Linked DNA regions of Macaca mulatta: region 2 is linked to region 1. The links are chromatin contacts, called in public Hi-C maps. All regions are on one chromosome and are shown on one strand. The core of a region is the stretch at or near the end of the contact, and the rest is flanking DNA. Distances in the headings are between cores, read along the strand shown. Region 1 holds the start of SESN1 (sestrin 1). Region 2 holds the start of CD164 (CD164 molecule).

Evidence for each region. A called contact is a pair of places that touch in the nucleus more often than the background predicts.
Region 2: a Hi-C map of liver shows a contact between it and region 1, with 4 times the contacts expected there. The contact joins the promoter of CD164 here to the promoter of SESN1 in region 1. A contact is called at or near these places in 5 of 14 Hi-C or Micro-C datasets (blood, cortical neurons, fetal cortex germinal zone and 2 more).

What each region holds. Positions count from the first base shown.
Region 1 is chr4:14,207,431-14,211,952 of T2T-MMU8v2.0, reverse strand. It overlaps SESN1 (sestrin 1), which reads left to right and starts at 2,667. Exons shown (of 10, transcript XM_077999246.1): 1 at 2,667-3,360. The coding sequence starts at 3,082. It also overlaps a transcript of CEP57L1 not described here.
Region 2 is chr4:14,479,563-14,484,084 of T2T-MMU8v2.0, reverse strand. It overlaps CD164 (CD164 molecule), which reads left to right and starts at 2,028. Exons shown (of 6, transcript NM_001265743.1): 1 at 2,028-2,287. The coding sequence starts at 2,113.

The sequences.
Region 1 (4,522 bases), core at 1,418-3,917:
GATCAGATCTGCAGTTTCAAAAAAATCATTCTGGTAGCTATAATGGAGAACTAATGGAGGAGGGTCATTGTGAATAACTGCTACTGTAGCGGTCTTGAGAGATTACCACAGTTTGAAGACAGGTGGAGAGAAAAATATATTTGAAGGATATTTTGGGAGATAAGATTGGCAGAACTTGGTAATAATTTAGCCATAAAAGTATGAAGGGCAAGAAGAAATAAAGAATAATGTTTAGCTTTCAAATTTTCACAAGTAGATGGATGGTAGTGTCCTTTGCTGAAATAAGGAACACTGAAAAAGAATCAGATTTGTAACAGATAACTATGCATTTGATTTTAGGAATGTTGAGTTTGAGATGCTTTTGAGATATCCAAGAAGAAATATCCAAGAGATAGATATGTGAAAGCTGAGAGGTGAAGCTGAATGGAGCTATTCATTTGAGAGTCATAAATGTTGGTGAAGCCATGGGTACACATGAGATCATATTTAACTACAGCATAAAAAGGCACCCAGCCTTAAGAAACTACCCTACCCTTTATGGGCTGGATAGAGGATGATCATCCCAAAAAGGAGATAAAAACGGAATGGTTTTGTTTTGTTTTCTCAATCACATTCATAAGTTATTCCCTTTTCAAAATTCGGATTCAAACTAGAAGTGTTAGAATGTAACAGGCTTTTGAAATTCGACCAATTCATCAGAACTATGCATCTATTCAAAAATAGCTCACTTACAGAAACAATGTAAAGAATTCACAATATCTGTCTCTTTGTAGCTTCAAAGTACATCAATACACAAAAAGCACCCTTCCCTTCCCACCCCACACCGCCAAGTATGTATGATTTGGCTTACTGACGTTTCCTGAAAGTACCCTATCTCTCGCTCTGGGCCTTAGCATATGCTGTTCTTTTGATCTTCATTTCCGCTGGGATGAAGATTTCCCTGGCTTTCCAAGACTGGGCTAAGTGATCTCCTTCTAGGCATCCCAGTGATATCATATAGTATTGTAACTGTATGTCTAACAACTGGTTCCTCTTAACTGGATAAGACTGTCTTTCTCATTGTTGTATATTCAGTGCCTAGCAAGATGAAAGTTTTAGAATTTAATGTAATGCAATTCTGCAACATAAAGAATTAAAATCTACACCGATTATCAGTCCACTGATGGCCGTTCAAACCTCGACTTTTCTCAAATAATGACTTTCTAAAAGCAAATAAAGCCCAGAACATCCCTAAGCAAAGGCAAACAAAGGTGCAAATGCGCAGAGATCCCAAATCCATCCCGCGCCTGCCCACAGAAAAGGGTGGAAGCAGAAGCAGCAGCCCGAAGCTCCAGTTTCCACAGCATCCTTCCTTCTTAGGCCGCTCCCTGCGACCCTCGGGATCAGGATCCCTAAATCCTCGCCTCACCCACCACACCCCGCGCTTGGGCAGCTGGACTAGTCCTTCCCACGCAAGCCACTGGAAAAATCCTTGGACTAAGGGAGGCCACGCTAGATGGCTTCGTCTCCAAAATCCCAGAGGAAATGGAGGAAGGAAAAACCCTGTCAAGGAAAGGTGACAACCCAGCCTACAGTGCTTACCAAGCAGACACTCTCAGTCAGCCCCTGCCACCGCTAACCGTTGGTTCGCGGGCAGCCACAGGCGACGTCGCAGTGGCCTCTGGGGATTGTAGTTTCTGTCGCAAACAAAACGCGCCGGCAGCATCAAAACTACATTCCCCACAAGTCAACGCGAAGACGTCCCACCGACTTAAATCTGGGGTTTGGAGTAATAAAGAGGCCGTCACTACTTTTACGGTGATCTTAAATGTAGACTCAATTTCGTCCAGGAGTCCCTTCGTGCCCTTTTTCTTTGTCGTGCTTGTTTTGTGTGTGACGAAGTCTCAGTGTACTTCTACGCCTTACTTTTTCCTTCCCCTTCTCCAGGACACACTCCAAACATCCGGGAACGGAAACCGCCCCAGGGCGCAAGCTTAGAGCCTCCGGAGGCGCTTGTGCCCTGTTCTAAGTCACGCATGCGTAGCAGCCGGCAGCGGTTGGCAGCCGCGCGCGGCGCACTGGGGGTCCGGAGGTAGCCTGCCAGAGGGCGGGGCTTTTTCCAATGGCTTTGCCTCGGCGGGTCGCGTCTGCCTGGGCGGGGAAGAAGGCGCTGGGGCCGGGGTGGCTCCCGGTTTGTGCCGGGCGGAGAAAGGGGAGGGGCTGGGGGTGAGGACCCCGTCTCCCCTCCCTGCTCCCGCCCTCTGGGCTGATCCCCACCGATGGGGCTGGGCGAAGGGCGGGCTTTGCGCCTTGGGCCCCGCCGCCCCGCCAGCTCCGCGGCCCAGCCCTGCGCTCGAGGATTGCCAGGGCCGCCCTATGCCCTCTGGCTCGGCGGTGGTGGGCGAGGGTGCAGGGATCGGAGAAGTAGCGTCTTCCCGGGGGTCCGGAATTGGCGGGGCTGGGGACGCTTTTTTTCATCGCCGCCCGCCGAGACAGCGGCTGCCCGAGACTGCCGCCCTCCAGCAGCGCCAAAGCCTCCGGCCGCTGCGGCCAGTGGGCCAGGGTTCGGCAAGCCTTCCCTGCCGGCGCCCGGCCGGCTGCTGAGGCGCTGGGAGGAGCTGCGGAGGGCGGGGACTGGTGTCGGAGGAGGGGCGGGGTGGGAAAGCTCGAGAGAACCCGGTGGCTGCACAGACAAAAAAGCCCCGAATGGCTGGAGGGCGTTCAACTGTTACCAGCCTTTTGGGGCAGAGCACGGATTTGACAGCTCCACAACGTGAGGATATCCGCTGACCCCGCGAGACGGAGGAGAACGCTTCCCCGAAATTCTCCGTCCACCAAAGCCAGCGCTGTAAGGTTGCAACTTTCCAACTTTGTTTTCCAGAAGGAAGACTGCCCTTTAGTGTACAAGGAGAGGGTGAGAGGGTGATCTAGCTTGTAGATCGGCTGAAGACACCAGTGGTTCCAAATGTTACCCATATGTGTGTTTTCATGACGATTTGATTTCTCTGATTTTATTTTTACATTTTTCATTTTAAAAACACAGAGTGATTTTTGGGGACATGCTGAAAGGTAACTGAAGACCGCAAAGGAAAAACTATTGTCATGGCTGAAGGAGAGAATGAAGTGAGATGGGATGGACTGTGCAGTAGAGATTCAACTGCTAGAGAGACAGCACTGGAAAACATTAGGCAAACCATTTTGAGGAAAAGCGAGTGTCTTCGTTCGGTGAAAGAAACACCTCATCGTCCATCAGACGGGCTTTCAAATACCGAGTCTTCGGATGGGTTGAATAAGCTACTTGCTCATCTGCTTATGCTTTCTAAGAGGTGTCCCTTCAAAGATGTAAGAGAGAAAAGTGAGTTTATTCTGAAGAGCATCCAGGTAAGGAAGAGCATTTTAAATACAAAACTGTCTCCCTAGTACAGTGAAATTTTATTTGCAATTATTCACGTTGTGTTTGTTTCTATTAGGTTGTTATGTAAACTTTGATTATGAGTTTACATCTTTAAATTAGAGTGTTCTGTAAGTAAACAAGTAGCGTTTTTCTAGAGAGTTTTAGGCAGAAACTGCTTTGCTCCTGGAAGAATATATGAAAACTACAGTTAATTCCAAGTAAATACTTGTTTTTCCTTATATTTCTTTTTACATGTTGTTGGGAAATGTAGCCATTGTGTTTTTTCACATTGTCACAGTGTTCTGAGTGGAAAGGCTCACATTTAAAAGCCTCTAAAATGATAAAGGGTATTAAATGTTTCCTAGTCAGCCCGTTCAATATAATTGGTGGAACAATTTTGTCTTATTTTTAAAAACAAAACAAACCAGGATGTGTTCTCTAAATGCAACCTCTCTTTTTTCAAGAAGAGAATTATATAAATAATAAAAAGCTCTCTTAAAAAAGCTAACATTTTCATGTTGAAAAGGTGGACCCAGGTGGGGTATTTGATAGAAGCACTTTTATGGCAAATTGCTCAACCAGCTTTCTCTGTGTTTGCCTGAATTGTTTCTTTTTCACATGTGTAGCTATTTAAGATATGAGTGCAGCAGGTTAAAAATATTATAGTTTTTCCTCCATTTTGTTCATAATTTATCTTGTTTTATTACAAGGTGTGTTAGAAGACTTTTTTAAAAAAAAGTTTTTAGATATTGAGAATATTCAGTAACACCTTATATATGCTTGTCAATCTTTACATTTCTCAATCTGCGTGTGTTGTCCAAAGTCATGTATGAGAGGTTCTTAAAATTTAAAATGTACTTGGGTAACTATGTAAGTTAAAATTGACAGTTTTTATATACTGGCTTGAATTTAGTTTAAAGCAACAGAAAAATAATATCGACAAAATGAAGACCCTATTTAAAATCTTGGGATATTCCTTCTCACTAACACTTCGGAAACAATTGTCACAATTCAGAGTTACCAGAGAGGAATTAATATACTAGGTAACTGAAGTTTACCCTTTGAAACACAAAAAGTTATTTCTCTATCTTCTAGACTGTAGTGGCTATAACAACCATTTTTGTCCATAATGGGGTCATCATTAAGCAT
Region 2 (4,522 bases), core at 779-3,278, 270 kb before region 1:
ACTCCCTTGATCTACCTCTACAGTTGCCACGCAAAATAAAATAAACCAATAGTTTCTAGTCTTAAAACAAGAGCGTGAAATGTCCCTTTATCAGGACTGAGGAATATCTGAGGACTAGAGTTGAACATTCAGGTGACAAACTGTTAAACAATGGTCTCCACAGAGGCGTGTGTTTATCCTAGGGTGGAAAGAAGACAACACACCGGGTTCTGAGAACAGAGCTTCCATTTACTTTTCTTTCTTTCTTTCTTTCTTTTTTTGAGACGGAGTCTTGCTCTGTTACCCAGGCTGGAGGGCAGTGGCGCGATCTGCACCGCAACCTCCGCCTCCCGGGTACAAGCGATCCTCCTGCCTCCGCCCCGATAGTAGCTGGGATTACAGGCACGAGCCACCATGCCTGGCTAATTTTTGTATTTTTAGGAGAGACGGGGTTTCACTATGTTGGCCAGGCTGGTCTCAAACTCCTGACCTCAGGTGATCCACCCGCCTTGGCCTCCCAAAGTACTGGGATTGCAGGCGTAAGCCACCGCCCCTGGCCCCTATTTACATTCTTAACCTTAAAAAAAAATTAAAGTTGCCTTGTGCTTTCATTTGGTCTGGGTGCCAGACAAGTGTTAAATACAGAGACAGGCCTCCTGAGAGAAGAGCAGACACTTCGTTTGAGGGACTGATGGTGGAAGCTCACTTCCCTGAGAGCATTCTTCGGCCCATGGTCTGGATCAGTCAAAATTATCAGCTTTTTGTTTACATCCAAGCAACACTACTCCAACTAGCGTAGGTATTGGAACAAATGTTCATAGTCCTGAGGGTACGACACTGATAAGATCCCAAGGGGAAATAAAAAGCTTTCTATTTGAGCAAAAAGGTAAAGCACTATGCAGTCATCTTTTTTGGCGTTCGTGGCACATCATAACAGATCTCACGAAAGCAATTAAAATTCCTATATTATTAGGATAACTTTGCATAATTAAAATTACATAAGTGTACAACAGCTGAAAACACAGCATTAAATACAACTTTGAAGTCTGATTTTTACCACTTGATAACTGTATGAAACTTTGCGAACATTCTGTGAGTCTTGGCAGTAGATGGCGCTCACCCTTACTAAATAAAAGTCTTAGCAGTGCCTGAACACTAACAGGCACTTAAGAATCCAGCGCTGATGCCAGGCAATCCCGTATCCAGGTCAGGTCACTTTTCTAAGTCTCAAATTTCCTCACTGGTAATGTGGGGGTGGCAGCCGCCCCAATGGCCTCCAACTCAGACCGCTTTTGATTCTCTGACTACAGTGGTGGAGTTGACACAGACCGGCTGCTGCAACCGCCGCCTGAAATAGCAATTCGGAAAAGTCAGGCTGGGAAAGTGACAGAGTAGACGCTCTGCGGCTCTGACCCGGGCGGCGCCTCAGCAGCCCACACTACGTGGGTGGCAAAGCACAAACTCCTTAACCACGTGGTGCCTCCATTCCCCTAGGGAGTCCCATCATAGGATAACTTCCAGCAAAATCAATCTTCAAGAAAAAAGGAAGGGGTCCTGCCGAGAATATAAGGAAACACTCTGGGGATCCGGCAGCACAGCACAAACTTAGTTCTTGTGAGCCGCACAAAACCAACTTCCGCCCCAGCGGAGTTGCGTCCGGAAGGCGCGGCCCTGGAGGTCACGTGGGGCCGCGGAATTACGGCCTGGCGAGGCGGTCAGGTGGACGCCGTAGGCCACGTCATGTCGGCTGTTCCATGAACGTCAGGGTGGGGGCCGTCCCTATCGCAGGTATGAGACAAGTCCAGCTGCGTCGTGAGTGGTAATCGGAGGGCAAGAAGAATGATTTGCAGGGGCTCCCAGTTTTCTTGGCTGTGGCACAGTCTCTTTGAGGGCCAGGTTCCTTCGGTTTCTTCCCAACTCCCCCTGGTTCCCCCCGTAGAATTCCCGTTGGTATCGCCCGAGCCCCACCTCCCTCCGCTCCGCCCCCGCACACTGAGAACAGGGGCCCCTCACGTGACCCCAGCGCGCTCCCGCGGGGAAACATAGTCTCGGAGGCGGCGCCGCAGGAGACTGAGGAGTTGACCGAGCGTTGCGCGCCGCGGCTTTCCCCCGGACGTCAGCGTTGAGGACACGATGTCGCGGCTCTCCCGCTCACTGCTTTGGGCCGTCACCTGCCTGGCCGTGCTCTGCGTGCTGTCTGCGGAAGAGAACCCAACCCCGCACACGAACGTGACGAGTTTAGCGCCCACCTCCAACATAACCTCGGCGCCGGTGACGTCCCTCCCGCTGGTCACCACTCCGGCACCAGGTGGGCGCGGGCCCTATGGGCTTTCCGCCGAGCCGCACTGCCTGCCCGTCTTGCGGTCGGGGCCCGGGCTGGGGCCAGGGTCGGGCGGGCCGGCCGCGCTCGGGGTGCGGTGGCGACTCCGGCAACATGGCGGCCCGCCTGGAGTCCACTCGCGGTTGAGCCGGTTGGGGAGCGCTCTGGGGGGCAGGGGACTCGCGGTTCCCCGTGGCTGCGGGGCTGGGGCCCACCTCGAAGTGTTCCAAGTCGAGGTGCCTTTTAAAAGTGCATCGTAATCCCTAGCCTCACTTGGGGTCGGAAGTGAGGACGTGGCTTTTCTTCGCGGGGGCAGCGGTGGGGTTGAGGATGGGGCCGGGCGTCGCGCCTCTGAGGTTGGCGGTGGGACCGAGCTGCCTCTCGCTGCGGCCGGTCGCCTCTCTCCGGAGGTAGCTTTTTCCGGAAGTCCGGGAAAGAGAAACTTAAAGACGGTAATGCTCGCTGGTGTCTCAGACTTGAGTCTGAGAAAGTCGCTTGAGATTTAATTACATTGATTCTGCAGATAGGAATAGAATGTAGCTGAGGTTTGAGCACGTAGTTAGTGAAAACTTCACACTTCATGGTATGCGAAAAGGAAGAAAAGTACCCATATATGTACTGAGTGTTTTGCGTACGTATCCTGAGGCTAAACTGGAAGGTAAGTAGTGAAACCTAGGAGGTAGGTGCAGAGACAGAGATGAGTAAACTCTCCTCACAGTGTATGTTTATTCTTTTTTCAATTGTTTTTAAAATTTTCTTCACTATGTCCTGTGCTCAGACAGCGTATTAGTAGGTTGTGGAATTGGGATTTGTGCCCAGGTCTGTGGGTTTTCTAAAACCTGATCAGGAGCATGTCTTTTGTTACGTACAGTCGAATAGGCTGGTTAAGGTATACATACATTTTAAAGCAGAAATTGGCACATACCGTGACAACGCAGAAGAGAGAAGGAAGATAAGTTTGAGGTAATAAGCAGGAGAAACACCAGATGTTTAAAACCTGCAGTCTCGTATGATTGGTTATTGTAGTTAACATTAGTTAAGAAGTAATGTTTGTGTAGTTAACATTGGTTTTTCGACCGAAGAATGCCGAAGTGTAATGATTTTTATCACGGCATTCATAGTCTACAAATTCTCCTCTAGTTTTAGTATTTTATAAAAGTTTGATAAAGTACATAGTAAACTTAATGTTTTGTTAGTTTCAGGAAGATGTAATGGTAACATTTCAAAACGAGGGAAGTAAATTGCAGTATAATACTGGGAATTCTAACCGCACTATTTTTAAGGTGATAGAGCAGAATATGTTTGTCTCCGACTTAATTTGGCAGTTTCCTTTCAGAATTGTAGTGTGTGTGTAAGAGAAGGTTGGAAGTATCAAATTGCCTTTGTGTAATTGAAGTGCGTGCAAAGGAGGTACGTATTTTCTGGAAATCATAGTGGGTGTGGTGTGGTCTGAAAGGTAGGAAGTTTAGTTCATTGTAAAGAACATTTCAGACATTTCACTCCGCTAGACCCATCAAGCACAAAGGTTTTTAAACAGCATGTTTTATGTATACAAACTTAAAATTCATTTCTACTTTATGAACCCTCCACCCGCCCACCGTACGTGTCCCAGTCTTTAATAAGTACTAATGGTGAAGTATTGAAAGCAGTGCCTCTGCAGAACTATTTTTTAGGCAGGAGCAAAGCAAATGAAAATATTCGGAGGCATCTAGTTTCTAGGAAAATGAATAGAGCCCAATTCTTTTTTTCTTTCATTTTACTGCTTTTACTCACTGGAAAATAGAGCACAATTTTATAGTCCGTTCTTCTCCGGAAATTGAATTATGGTGATGAGTACTTGTTTCTGGACTGTTTGGCCTAGGATGAACTATTGACAAATACCTTGTTAACTTGAATTATATGCACGTGAATATGGCCTTATAGATGTTGTCTCCAGTTGTAGAGGATCCTGTCAAGAGTAGATCATTTATGAGTCGAGAATCCCTGGGAAATGATCTTTTTTTGCAGCAGAACGGGCATCATCAGGGCTTGGGTTCAGCCTGTTTACCACTGTTACTACTAAAAATCTCAGGGTTTTATCTGATGTTTGGGCGTAGTGATTTTCTCATATGTAGTGTTGGTCTTACAGCCAAGCCTTTTTCTCAATATTTTTATGTATTAAGGATGCTTTGAAATGCCTGAATCCTTAATGACTGTGTGTGTCTTTCAACTAGTTGTCCTGTG